2 separate regions of the Triticum aestivum genome follow, and region 1 is linked to region 2. The links are chromatin contacts, called in public Hi-C maps. All regions are on one chromosome and are shown on one strand. The core of a region is the stretch at or near the end of the contact, and the rest is flanking DNA. Distances in the headings are between cores, read along the strand shown.

Region 1 (6,257 bases), core at 1,546-4,045, 400 kb after region 2:
CGATTTAAGTGACTGTACGGACGATCCATCACGCGCCTACCCAAAGTCCCTGTTTTTCATGCATTTGACTATGAAATTGTGATCCAAACATGGAGATCCAATCTTCGCGCATGGGTCATGTGCACCCAAACATGGAGATCCAATCTTGGTATTAAGGGGAATTCCTCCTAACGTCGGAAACTTTATGTTGACCCTAGCTTTGCACCAAGGGACTTTTCCTAAAATCAGGAATATTTCCTTGCTTAAAAAAACACAGGAAACAATGGGTTTTCCCGAGCGACCGATCCTATATGTGGTCGAACAGCTTGATTTCCCAAAATTAAGGAAGCCTAAAAAAAGCAAAACTGAAAGAGAGACTTGTTTTACGAGCAAGAATGAGGGAGGCCTCTTCCAGACCCTACCTATCGAAGCCTTGTTTTCACAAGGCAAATATGAGGTACCATAACACCTCTTTTACTAAAGGAATCCGCCTTAAAAGGTGTTCCAGAAAAAATGAAGTAGCACTCTATTGCAAGTTCCTTGCACTTAAACCGCCAAAAAGGAAAGGAACTTTTCCTATTGTTTTCCGTTAACACGGAGCAGTGAGGTAAGGAACTGGAAACCGGCTAACTGTACTTTTCCTTTTCTACTGAAAAGAAAAGGCAAGGGAAGGACAAAAGGTTTCCCCCAAACCCCTTCCCAAAGGCGTAGAAGGGAAAAGACTAGGCATGTTCGTTTGATAAAGTCTAGCTTTGCCAACTATTTCAAAGGAAAGGAATAGAACATAACAGAAAGCTACCGATGCAGCTCGGTCTCCTCGATCGTTCCCTCAAGTGATCGGCCACTCCTTGTTAACCTTGTTAATGGAAATTCAACTAAACAATTGCACTAATGGAAATTCTCTCTCCGTTATAAACTATTCCGCTCCCTAACCTACCTTTCGGTCGATCTGTACTCTTCACTATGATTTCAAGTACTCCCTCCATCAAGCTTGTCACACCTCTCAGATTCACTCCCCTAGGCTAGGAACAGTCCTTCGGCATCGGGTCGATATGGCCTAAAGGCCATGTCTCCCCTATCCGGGGTTTACGGCTACTGACTCTATCGAAGTAGTCTAGAACCCCGGACTGCGTGTTTTTGCTCTTACCCATGAAGGGATAAGAGCTCAGAACCCTTGCTTTCTTGACTAGCTCTGAGTCGGGGGTACTTGCTCCCTTCGATCTGAGTACAGATCTTCCCTCCACCAACTAATATACTTTGATCACTACGTTCGGCGTTGCTGTCGAGTCAGGTCCCCAATCAAGGGGCCCTATCTCTCCAGTCAACCAGGAAGATGATGACAAATCAACCAATTGGATTTCATTGTCATTCCATTTCCCTAGTCATGACATGCAACGTTGTAATTGCGTATCATGATCAGAGATGTAGGGTTGTCGTTGGTTCATCAAAAAGATGAGCCACGTCCAGGACAATCGTGTTGGTTGTTGTCCTTGAAGGGACCGATAGGTGTACCAGAAATCAAACAGGTTAGATGTGAGCAAAATAATGGGAAACATCTGTAGCCAAGGGAGCTTTGCCCTTGATGTATTGACTAGTCCAATGCCGACCAAATCAACTTATCAGTTAGGAACACTCCCATTCCATTTGCATATCACTTTAAGGCTTTCTTTGGTTCATAGGAAAGGATTATCACAGGAATAGGAAACTTGTAGGAAACGAGATGGCATATATCTCAAATCCTATGAGTATGATTAGGAAAAGAGGTGTCATTTGGTTCACATTATAGGAATATTTCCATTGAGTTTAGGCTCATGTTTATTTTCCTTTGAAATATGGAGGATAGGAACCAATCCTATGTAGGAATAGGAGTCCATTCCTATGAACCAAAGGGCTTTAAAGAAAAAAAAAATCCTAAAAGAGTCCTATCCTATAATTTTCCTTTGAAATTCCTCCAAACCAAAGGAAGCCTAAGTATTTGTGAATGCTTTCTACACCTGTTTCGGGCAGCAGGAGGTTAGCAGATAAGGCCCCTATTCTGTGTGAGAGGAATCACACACACACAAGGGAGGATAATTTAAACACATAAAGTTACTAATATGTTTTTATCTGTATTTTAAGATTCCTGATCATAATATCTCGTACTAAACAGACTTAATATGTCCGACAACAGAGATATTCGAAGGAAACAAGCAAATACAAAAACACATAGCTAGCAACATAAACATGAGTGCTAAATTCAAAAAGTATTAGAGAGATTAAAGGGTATAGAACAGGAAACATGTATCAAGACCAAATATACAAGAAGAACTAACCTTTTCGGTAAAATCCTTGGATATAACTCTGCTCCTCTTGTTGATATGGTCCAATCCTTGGAACTAACCGTTTCTTCTATAGAAATGTTGGTTGAAGAAACGGGCGACAACGGTTTAGAAGGCACACGAAGAGGTACCCGACCCTACATCTACAAGTATACTGTCTTGATTTACAAATGCAGTACGCACATAAACAACACAAAATTATATTCACAAATCAGTTTACGAATATTACCCTGCAAAAAGAAAAATCAGTTCGCGAATATTGACACAGACCACGACCTACGATCCACGAACTTCACCGCTGCTTGCCGCCAGAAATCGTGTTCCAGAGACGAGACGACTAGTAGATGAGTAGAGCACGACCCGTGGGTACGCGAAAGGCTGGAACAACGTCAACCACGCAACGCTCCGCCCACGTGGCCCGCGAGCAGTGAGACACCAATTCTACAATCTACACCCAGACAAGGGCACCGGTGCCCCTCCTGACCGGGCAACCACGGGTACACGGCTCCTACATCCAGAGGGGCAAAACCGTCCAGTAAAAAACATTCCGCCCCACCCCGTCTTCTTCTTCCCCAATCTCCAACGCCCTCCTCCTCAGATCAGATCGTGAAAAAGCCCAAACCAAATCCCAAAGCGACAACAGAAAAGCTCGAGCTCGAGCTCTTGCTTGGGTGGACGAGCGAGCAGACCCCGATCCCAGCAGTAGCACCAGGAGGAGGAAGATGTCGTCGGTGTTCAGCGGCGATGAGACCGCCCCCTTCTTCGGCTTTCTCGGCGCCGCCGCGGCACTCGTCTTCTCATGTACGCCCTCTCCCATCTCTCTCAAACTTGCCAGCCTTTGTGTAGCTTACATATGTTTGCGGGAATAAGATTGGAGCTCTGATCCGCCCGGATCGGCGGAGCGTTGTCCCTTCTAGCGCGCTGGTCCTTCGATTCCGTAGATTCGATTCGTTTAGCACGCGAGACGAAGCGCGCGCTTTGGTCCTGGGTTAGTCCCTGCGATCGTTGACGAGATCTCTCCGTGACCCATCCTTGCAGGTATGGGGGCGGCCTACGGGACGGCCAAGAGCGGCGTCGGCGTGGCGTCCATGGGAGTCATGCGCCCGGAGCTCGTCATGAAGTCCATCGTGCCCGTTGTCATGGCTGGAGTGCTCGGTATCTACGGGCTTATCATCGCCGTCATCATCAGTACCGGGATCAACCCCAAGGCCAAGCCCTACTACCTCTTCGACGGCTACGCCCACCTCTCGTCCGGGCTCGCCTGTGGCCTTGCCGGCCTTGCTGCTGGCATGGCCATCGGCATTGTTGGTGATGCTGGAGTCAGGTAAGCTCAATTTATCATCTCTTATTGTGTTATGCGCACTGATTTTGCTGCTATGTTGGTTTGTTGATGACTAATTTGCATTGTTAATGCACATGCCTCACGCCTGTGCCTACATAGTAGTAGCTAGCAGGCGCATGTGCTGCATTTGAAGGAATGCATTTAGGTGGATGGTTCTGACCCAATTTCATTGGCCTGATTCTGTTTGAGATTCGAATCTCTGTAGGCTCGCTGTTCAAGTTTCATTATTTGGTTGTCTCAATATACTCCAATATAGCCTTAACAGAAGTAAATTTCAGTTACAGCATGGATCATTCTCTACACAAATCCACTTAGGTTGTTTATGACTAGACTAACAATTCATCAATAAGCTGAAATCTGAGGATGAACATATACGAGCTCTTATTATTACTACACTTCTCTCTAGGCATGATATGCTTGTTGTACCAATTATCTTAGGAAACAATCTTGACATATAGAAAAATGACACTGGCAATTTATTCCCTCACCTACGTACTATAGACGATGAGCCTTTGTTATGTCAATTACTTCTTTCACCATGAATTTTGTGTAAGTCGGTCTATTATGGTGGATTTACTTTATATATGCTGCTCACCAGACAAAAACATTTTTCAGTGGAACCGCCTTTGTGGACTTATGAATTATGATACTCTTTGAACTGTATACTTTGTATTTGTTCTGGTCTTTGTAGTTTATTAGTTAGTGTGATGTCCTATATGTTTAGTTAGTAGTATGATTCTCTCTGCTTGTTAAGTTTTGGCAATATGTATGCATACTGCTATCTGTAAATGAAACTCCCAAACTTGTAACTAAGCTACGCTGATTCTAATAACTTGTTAAGGGTTTAGTATTTGTCAATGTTATAGTTAGCTCTTTCCTTTCTACTGGTTTGTTGCTCCCTGGGTAAGACCTGATAATTGCTAAGTACTCCCTCCGTCCCCAAATACTTGTCGGAGAAATGGATGAAAATGAGTGTATCTAGGACTAAATTGCGTCTAGATACATCCATTCATCCGACAAGTATTTTCGGACGGAGGGAGTACAAGATTATGCAATTTAAATCTGTTACCTTCTATATACTGTTGATTTGACATGCGTGCCTTACCATCGGAGGATCAATTGGAACTTGCCTAAATTGTACCCCGTTCTGATCAAACATCATTGTCTGCAGGGCAAATGCTCAGCAGCCCAAGCTGTTTGTCGGCATGATCCTCATCCTCATCTTCGCAGAGGCGCTCGCTCTCTACGGTCTCATTGTCGGCATCATCCTGTCATCCCGAGCTGGCCAGTCTCGTGCCGATTAGGCATGTTCCACACACGCGGCCCTGTGTGCCCTCTTGTTTTATATTATTCAGACAGCAAACTGAGCTCTAGAGGTTATCATGTCTAGTTTTCATTCTTCTGTTTGGTGGAGAAAAAAACATCTGTAGCCAGGGGAGCTTTGCCCTTGATGTACCATTCTTTTTCCGTCAGGATGCTGGGTGGGGGTTGATGCTTATTTGTGCACAGTTATTTACCTTTTGGGTCTGGCTGGACGGTGTAATCTGGTGAATAAGCGAGAACTTGCAATGCAATTGAGTTTTGTCCATTCATCCCACAATATCCTTTCTTGTGTATTATCCTTTTCGCAAAGGAGAAGTACACATGGTTTGAAACTAGAACACCAGAACGGCCCCCTTTGGTTCAAAAGTGATTTGTAGGATTAAATTCTATAGGATTTTTTAATGATTTGTTTTTGTACTATCCTACCGAGGAACCATCCAAAATTCTATTGTTTCTCTATTGATGCCACCAAAGTTCCTTACAAATTTAAAATCCTTTGAATTCCTTTGATTCATAGGGTAGTAATATCATAGGGATAGGAAACTTGTAAACATAAGATGCCATGCATCTCAAATCCTATGAATAGAAAATGATATGTCCTTGCTAATGTTTATTTTTCTATGAAATATGGAGATAGAGAATTCCTTAATGAGAATTTGATTTGTATTCCTACGAACAGTAAACAAAATTTTTCTATAGAAATTCTATCCTACAAAATTCCTCCAAATCAAAGGAGGTCTGAATCCTTCGCCGCTGCGATGTACTAGACGGAATGGTGTGCTCCGCTACGCTCAAATATAGTGGCGTTTGAACCCACGTGGATCTTTGGCGTTTGATACCCACGCGGATCTTTGGGTGCCAATGCACCTGAACTGTAAAATAATTTAGAAAGTTTTAGAAGTCAAAAATTCTGAATTATTTTGGAATCAAACATCATCAGGTGTTACGCTCGTGTGAAAAGTTTCAAGAATTACTTTTCACACAAGTGTATGTTCATGTTTGATTCTTGAGAATTACTTTTCACACATGTAATACCTGATCATGTCTGATTCCAAATACTTCAAGATTATTTTGACTTTTCTAAATTGATATACCAATATAAAATGATAAGGGATATATCCAATTGATCTCGGCCATCAATTCAGGTCAATTCAGTGACCTAGATTGCTCCAATAACGAACCCTCAACGTGTTTAACATGCAATTAATATCATATCAAATATAGCACATAAATAATAGAGGTAATATCACTTGTAGTCACTAAACTTGTGTCGACAGTTTAGTGCTAGATCTTTG
Region 2 (7,068 bases), core at 2,837-5,336:
CTATAATTTCCACAACAACAACAAAGCCTTTCAGTTCCAAATAAGTTGGAGTACGCTAGTGTTGAAACCCATAAGATCTCGAAACCCAAGTCATGGTTCTGGCACGTGGATAGCTAACTTCCACACACCCCTGTCCATGGCTAGTTCTTTGTTGATATTTGATTTATTAGCTTAAATTTTAGTTTGTTGATGGATTGTATTTCTGCAAGTAATGTTCAGCTTCATTTCTGCAAGAGAGAAGAGGAAGATACTTTCAGCTTTATTATTCCATGCAGTAATGTTCACAACCATTTCGTTGATAACCTTTATGTAGGTTGGGAACAAGCTGAAGTCGAAGCTACTGCCATCAAGAAGCTGCTTGAAGCTGCTTCCCATAGAAATGATTATCTCGAGGGTCAGGTCAGCCACCTAGACAAGGCCCTCAAGGAATGTGTGAGGCAGCTGCGCCTGGTACGGGAAGAACAAGAGGAGATAATACGTGATGCACTTACCAAGAAGTCCCAGGAGTTGGAGTCTGAGAACTCCAAGCTGCAAAACCATATTGCTGAGCTGAAGAAGCAGCTGGCAGCAACCAAATCAGAAGCCTCCACCGTGTCTGCACAGCCTGATCTACAAGAGAAGCTTCAGACAATCGAGAAAGATAACTTGGATCTCAAGGCCAAGCTCCTTGTACAGTCCAAAGATCTGAAGATACTCTCACTGGAAAAAGACTTGAGCAATCAAGCAGCAGAGACAGCCAGCAAGCAGCACCTGGAAAGTATAAAAAAGATTGCTAGGGTTGAGGCAGAATGCCGCAGGTTACATCATCTAGCTCAGAAAACAGCATTGGTCAATGATTCTAGACCTCCGCCAAGCGCAGAATCACTAACTGACAGCCACTCTGACAGTGCAGAATGTATGGTTGGTGTTGATAGTGAATTGAGAAATTCTGACTCGTGGGCATCTGCTCTGATTACGGAGCTTGACCAGTTCAGGAATGCGAAGGCTAGTGCAACAAATATTATGAATAATCCTGTTGAGATCGACCTAATGGATGATTTCCTTGAGATGGAAAGGTTGGCTGCATTGCCTGAATCAGACCAGACAAGCTCTACCTTTGATATGGAGACTGATTCCGACAAGGCTGTGACGAGAAACAACTCTTCTAAAATTGAAAATGAAGAATTGCGGCGTCATGTTGCAGATTTGCATTCGAGGGTTGAAATAGTTGAAAGCGATAAGAAGGAGCTTGAGATAGCTCTTATAGAGGCTAGAAATCAGCTTGACATCTCCTGTGACGCACTAGTGGCGGCAAGGAACAGGCTGGTTGAAATGCAAATGCAATTGGATTTGGCAAATGACTCCAAATATGCTGCTCTGGGAGATGTGGACCGATTGGACTCGGAGAAAAAGGCTTTGGAGTTTCAACTGGAGTCCAAATCTGTAGAAGCTGAGGAGCTACATGCGATTGTTGCTTCATTGGGAGAAAATGCAGAAAAGAAGGAATTTGAGTCGCAGTTAGAACTGGTCTCAGCCGAAGCCGCAGAGCTTCGGGTGACTATGGCATCATTGGAAGAGAGGATTGAAACCGAGACTGCTCTTTCTGTGCAGCACAAAGAAAAATCAGATGCTGCATGCAATGCTAAAGAATTGTTGGAGACACAGCTGTATTCTGCAAATGCTGAAGTGCAAAAACTGCATGGCATCATCAAATCACTAGAGAATCAGGTAGAAGAAGAGAAGGCACTGCGCGACGAACTCATGATACAATCATTGCTGAAGATTGAAGCAGCTGTTGAGGCTGTTAAAGAACCATTGGAGGCACAGCTGTGTTCCGCAAACACCGAAGTAGAGAAACTGCGTGGCATTATCGAAGCATTAGAGAGTGAGATAGAAAAGGAGAGGACAGTGCATGAAGAACTGACATCACAGCTAGACATGAAGATTGAAGCAGAGAGAACTCATTCTGAGGCTGTTAAGGAATCATTGGAGGGACAGCTATGTTCAGCAAATAGCGAGGTAGCGAAACTGCGTGATATCATTAAAGCGCTAGAAAATGAGGTAGTTGAAAAAGAGAAGGCGTTGCATGAAAAATTGGCAGAAAAAGCAGAGAAATCTATTTCTGCGGAGTCTGTTAAAGAATCATTGGAGGCAGAACTCCAGTTAGTCAACTCTGAAGTTGTGAAACTGCGTGATATGGTGACGGCGCTTGAGCATGAAGTGGTAAAGGAAAAGGAGTTCTCTGACGAGCTGCAGCTGCAGCTAGAAGCTCTAGAGGCCATAAAAAGGGTGTTGGAGTCAGAGGTCGAGTCTGCACATCAGGATGCCCGGAAGCTTAAGGAGAAGGTTGAGTTGTTTGAAGCAAAACTGGACGAACAGATGTCGTCAGCAGCGGAGTTCACTGCCAAGGAAGAGGCTGTGCAGTCACAAAGAACGGCAATGGAGCATCAACTTGAAGCATCAAAGGCCGATGTTGTGAAACTGACGAACATGGTGAGCTTCCTCCAAGGGGAGGTTGTGCAGGAGAGGTTGCTGTCAGAAGATTATGAACAGAAATGCCGAAAGCTGGAGGCTCAGTTGTCAAGGGATATTCGGGACGCGAAACTCTGGAGGCTTGCAAACTCAAATGGAGACCTAAAGACCAAGCAGGTAAATTTCTCTTTATACTGAATCTGGTGATTGCGGCTCTGATAACATTTATGAATTTGTGTTTTGTCGATTATCGATCCAGAGTAGAAAGAGGGCCACTAAAGTTGGTGCAGCTCAAACATCCCACCTGTTAACCTGAATGCATATAAATTAAGAGAACCAATATTCTATGTCTAAATATGAATCATGATCTTTGTATAGGAGAAGGAGCTTGCTAGTGCAGCCGGGAAGCTTGCAGAGTGCCAGAAGACCATTGCTTCACTGGGACGCCAATTGAAATCACTGACAGAGATTGACAACGTGGTGCTGGAGCCTGGACTAGGACTGCTGCTGGAACCCAGGGACATAGCACTAAACTTGAGAGCCAGTGATCCTGGCCTCCTTCAAAAAAGAAGCACTGGTTCCAACTTTGCAGTCTTCGCTGACGAGTTATATGATCTTGACCTTCCGGATGGCGACGTGGGCTGCTTTTCGCCACTCCCGTCGATGATTCGACCTTCATCACCCCCTCCCTCGGAAATGTCGGTGTTTGCAGGGGGGCTGTCGTCGCTTAGTAGCTACAGGGGAAAGAGACGAAAGTAAGAGCTGATGGATGATTAGAATGTCAAGATTGATTGCCGCTAACAGTTTATGGACAGCTCTCATGTGTAGGAGCGGAGCAGGAGAAGAAAGTAGAGATTGCCCGCATTGCTCGGCTAACAGTCCATTGATGCTCTCATCTGTAGAGGTAGTAGATCAGTGTACATTTACAGAAACTGATTGGTAGAAGATTTGTGTGCCAAAATTCCATTCTAGCAAGCTCAGTTTTTCACAGCCTGCTTGATGAAGTCTTACTGTATGGGTGCTGGCTGTTTGGTTCAAAATATAAACTCGGTAGTACTCAGTGTACTGGCTGTGTTGATACGCATTTATGGTGGTTTGGTGCGGTTTCTACTAGTTGTGTGCTCATGAATAGTTAGGTCTATTTGTGCCTCATTCAGACAGAAGTGCAGGTTTTTACCAAGCTTACCTTAATCAACAAGGGAGCTAACTAACATTTTTGAGATTTCTCGACAAATGTCATTATAGCAACTCCAACGTGCCAACCAAATGGATGAAAACACGCTAATTGTTCGTCTTGACACATTTGCAGCCCCAATTTGTGTGCATCGGCTCATTATCCGCCTCACAACTAGCCCACGCGGCAACGGACGAGCCGTGCGTCCGCTCATTATCCGCCTCACAACTAGTCCACACGGCCGTAGACGATTCGTCCATCTAACCTGGGCCTCAATTTGTGTCCACGCGGATACGAGACGGACGAGCCGTGCATCCGCTCATTATCCGCCTCACAACTAGCCCACGCGGCGACTAACCTGGGCCCCAATTTGTGTCCACGCGGATACGAGACGGACGAGCCGTGCATCCGCTCATTATCCGCCTCACAACTAGCCCACGCGGCGACGGACGAGCCGTGGCCGCTCATTATCCGCCTCACAACTAGCCCACGCGGCCGTAGACGATTCGTCCATCTAACCTGGGCCTGTATGGTAGCGTCTGGAAGCATGTTAAATTCAGAGGCATGTTGTCAGAATTGTTTTTTTTTAAGTGGATGAAAAAAATGCGTCAACAACCGTTGAACGACGCGGCCGAGCCAAATGAAAAAGCGGACAACCCCGTCTACTCGGCCGACCCAAACGGACAAAATCCATGTTCTTTTAGGTCAGCGCGTTGGTGTTGCACTTGGCCATGTTTAGAAATGCGAAAATTGCAAAGACTTCCTGCATGTTTGCTTATTTAAACATGTTCAAAATAGTGAAATCACATGTTCAAAATCACTATGAAGCGTTTGCGCCTCTAATTTACTTTTAACTTGATTGGAGAGTATAGCATAGACAATTAATTTTTTGTGTATAGAATTTGCATCACGAGGGGTGATCATGCTAGCTTGGAAGAAATGAAAATAATTGTGCCAATAAATGAAAATAATTGTGCCAATATTTAATCATTTAAAATGACCTTTGATCTTGGCTTCTCGGCGGAGTTCCTACGCTTGTGTTGGCCGATCAATGAGGATATCTCCGCTGCATTTGACAAACTTTACGCCATGAACGGGCGTGGATTCCAGAAGCTCAATAAGGCCTTCATCAACCTGCTACCGAAGCGACCTGACGCCTCCGCACTCAATGACTACAGACCGATTAGCCTGATCCACCTTTTCGCCAAGTTGTTCGCCAAGGTTCTCTCCCTTCGCTTGGCGCCAAAGCTGCAGACGCTTGTCTCAATCAATCAGAGCGCGTTCATCTCCGGCCGGCGTATCCACGACAATTTCTTGCTAGTTCAGCAGACAACGCACTTGCTCCACAACCTGAGGCTGCCCAGATTACTTCTGAAGCTGGATATCACTCGCACTTTCGACTCTGTTTCATGGGCATTCATCTTGGAGGTGCTAAAACATCTCAGATTCGGCGACCGTTGGCGAGAGTGGATGTCCATCCTACTCTCCACGGCCTCCACCAGTCTTCATCAACAGCACCCCTGGCGACGTGATCGGCCACGCTTGTGGTCTGCGTCAGGGCGACCCTATCTCGCTTATGATTTTCACCTTGGCCATGGATGTCCTCAACTCCATCTTTGTCCATGCGGCGGCCAAGGGGGTTCTTCAACGGTTGACGACCAGGCATGGGCAGCCAACATATCTCTATATGCGGATGTTGTGGTTGTGTTCTGCCACCCACACCTGGAAGACCTGATGGCGACCCGTGAGATATTGCGCATATTTGGGGACGCGTCCGGCATGCGAACCAATTTCGCCAAGTGCGCTGCGCTTCCAATCCGCTGCTCCGCCGAGCAACAGCTTCAGGCCTCCCAACTCCTGGACTGCCGTGTCGCACAGTTCCCCAGGACTTACCTGGGCATCCCCTTGTCCATCCGCAAGCCTACTACAGCAGCTCTGCTCCCGCTCATCAACAAACTATCCCGCAAGCTGTCTACCTGGAGGGGATCCATGCTATCTCGTGGTGAAAGACTTGCTTTCGTTTGACATGTCCTTTGCGCGATGCTGATGCACATTCTTATGGCAAGCAAACAAGATCATTCGCGGCTTGCTCTGGGCTAGCCGTCATGATGCCTGCGACGGCCAGTGCATGGTTAATTGGGCGTGGGTCTACCGCCCCCTCTCCCTTGGGGGGCTCGGGGTCCGTGATCTTCATCACGCCGGGATCACGCTGCGTGTGCGTTGGCTTTGGCTGCAGCGCACAGATTTGCGAAGGCCCTGGGCTCTTCTCCACCTCCCCTCTGATCCAGATGCCAGCGCCATGTTTCGCACTTCCACGACCTGGACGGTGGGCGATGGGCTCAACTGTCGATTCTGGACAGATCATTGGATTAATGGCTGCTCTGTGGCCGAACTTGCTCCTCTTATCTACACCCAGGTCCCCCATCGTCGCAGGAAAGATCCGCACCGTGTGGGACGACCTCCTCCATCGTTCCTGGGTGCAGGACATCCAGGGCGTGCTTGGGCCCATGGCAATGCTCCAGTACATTGACCTTTGGTGAACTTTGCGCCAGGTGCACCTATCTGAAGCTCCGGATTAGCTAACTTGGCACTGGACCTCCTCTGGCGTATACACCACCAAATCTTCTATGATAGCTCTTCGTGGGCGCCATCCCGTACCCTAACTGGCGGCTCGTCCGCTCTGGGTCAAGTTCTTCCTCTGGCTCGCCTTCCTCGACGGATGTTGGACAGCTAAGAGAGTCCAGAGACATGGACTGCCGCACGAGGACTCCTGTGTGCTATGCGACCAAGCCGAGGAATCCATGCAACATCTCCTTGCTGACTGCCCCTTCTCCAGGCAGGTTTGGTTCGACATCATCTTCTGGTGCAGACTTCCAATCCAACCCCCCGAGCAAGGCATGCCTTTCATCGAATGATGGGCGCGCTCGAGCACTGCCTTACCTCACTCTATGCGCAAAGGGCTAAACGCCATTGTCTCCCTGACGGCGTGGGAGATCTGGAAACACCGAAACAACGTCATCTTTGACGATGCTCGCCCCTCTACCCAGAAGCTGCTAGACCTAATTCGGGGCGAGGCACGGATGTGGGCAAGGGCTGGTGCAGCCGGAGTTGCTAACATCATCGACACCGGATGAGTAACTAAGTTAGGATTTAGGCAACCCCTTCTTCTTGCTGCTTAGGTGTTCTCTCTCTCTCGCCACTTTATGTGTACGTTCCGAGGTTTAACGCCATCACCTTGTACTCTCTTTCCACCTATCAATGAATGATACGCAAGCTTTTCGTATCCATGAAAAAAGGTATATTGCATGTTCGCTTATTTAAGTATGTTGTAGCATATTTGCATGTTTGCTTTGTAGTATGTTGTAGCATGTAGAGAGAGGGGGTAATTAAAATTTATTCATCAATGTGGGGATGGTTTAATGGTGAGCATTGTCATTCTTCGA

What was found. Hi-C and Micro-C count contacts between places; a contact is called where the count stands out from the background.
Region 1: a Hi-C map of leaf shows a contact between it and region 2, with 5 times the contacts expected there. The contact joins the promoter of LOC123111034 here to the enhancer-like site in region 2. A contact is called at or near these places in 3 of 5 Hi-C or Micro-C datasets (all in leaf) and 1 of 1 datasets of contacts at active chromatin or transcription factors (leaf).

What each region holds. Positions count from the first base shown.
Region 1 is chr5B:210,787,177-210,793,433 of IWGSC CS RefSeq v2.1, forward strand. It overlaps LOC123111034 (V-type proton ATPase 16 kDa proteolipid subunit), which reads left to right and starts at 2,796. Exons shown (of 3, transcript XM_044531711.1): 1 at 2,796-3,098; 2 at 3,336-3,621; 3 at 4,811-5,231. The coding sequence starts at 3,020. The coding sequence ends at 4,943.
Region 2 is chr5B:210,384,260-210,391,327 of IWGSC CS RefSeq v2.1, forward strand. LOC123111032 (filament-like plant protein 2) reads left to right here. Exons shown (of 5, transcript XM_044531709.1): 4 at 314-2,628; 5 at 2,830-3,677. The coding sequence ends at 3,210. Among protein-coding and RNA genes, the nearest start is that of LOC123111032, 13 kb to the left of the region's middle. Within about 2 kb of position 4,087, at least 1 of the 8 cell types and tissues checked has an H3K27ac peak or open chromatin away from gene starts, as enhancers often do. A contact at or near this core is called in leaf, where this site is marked.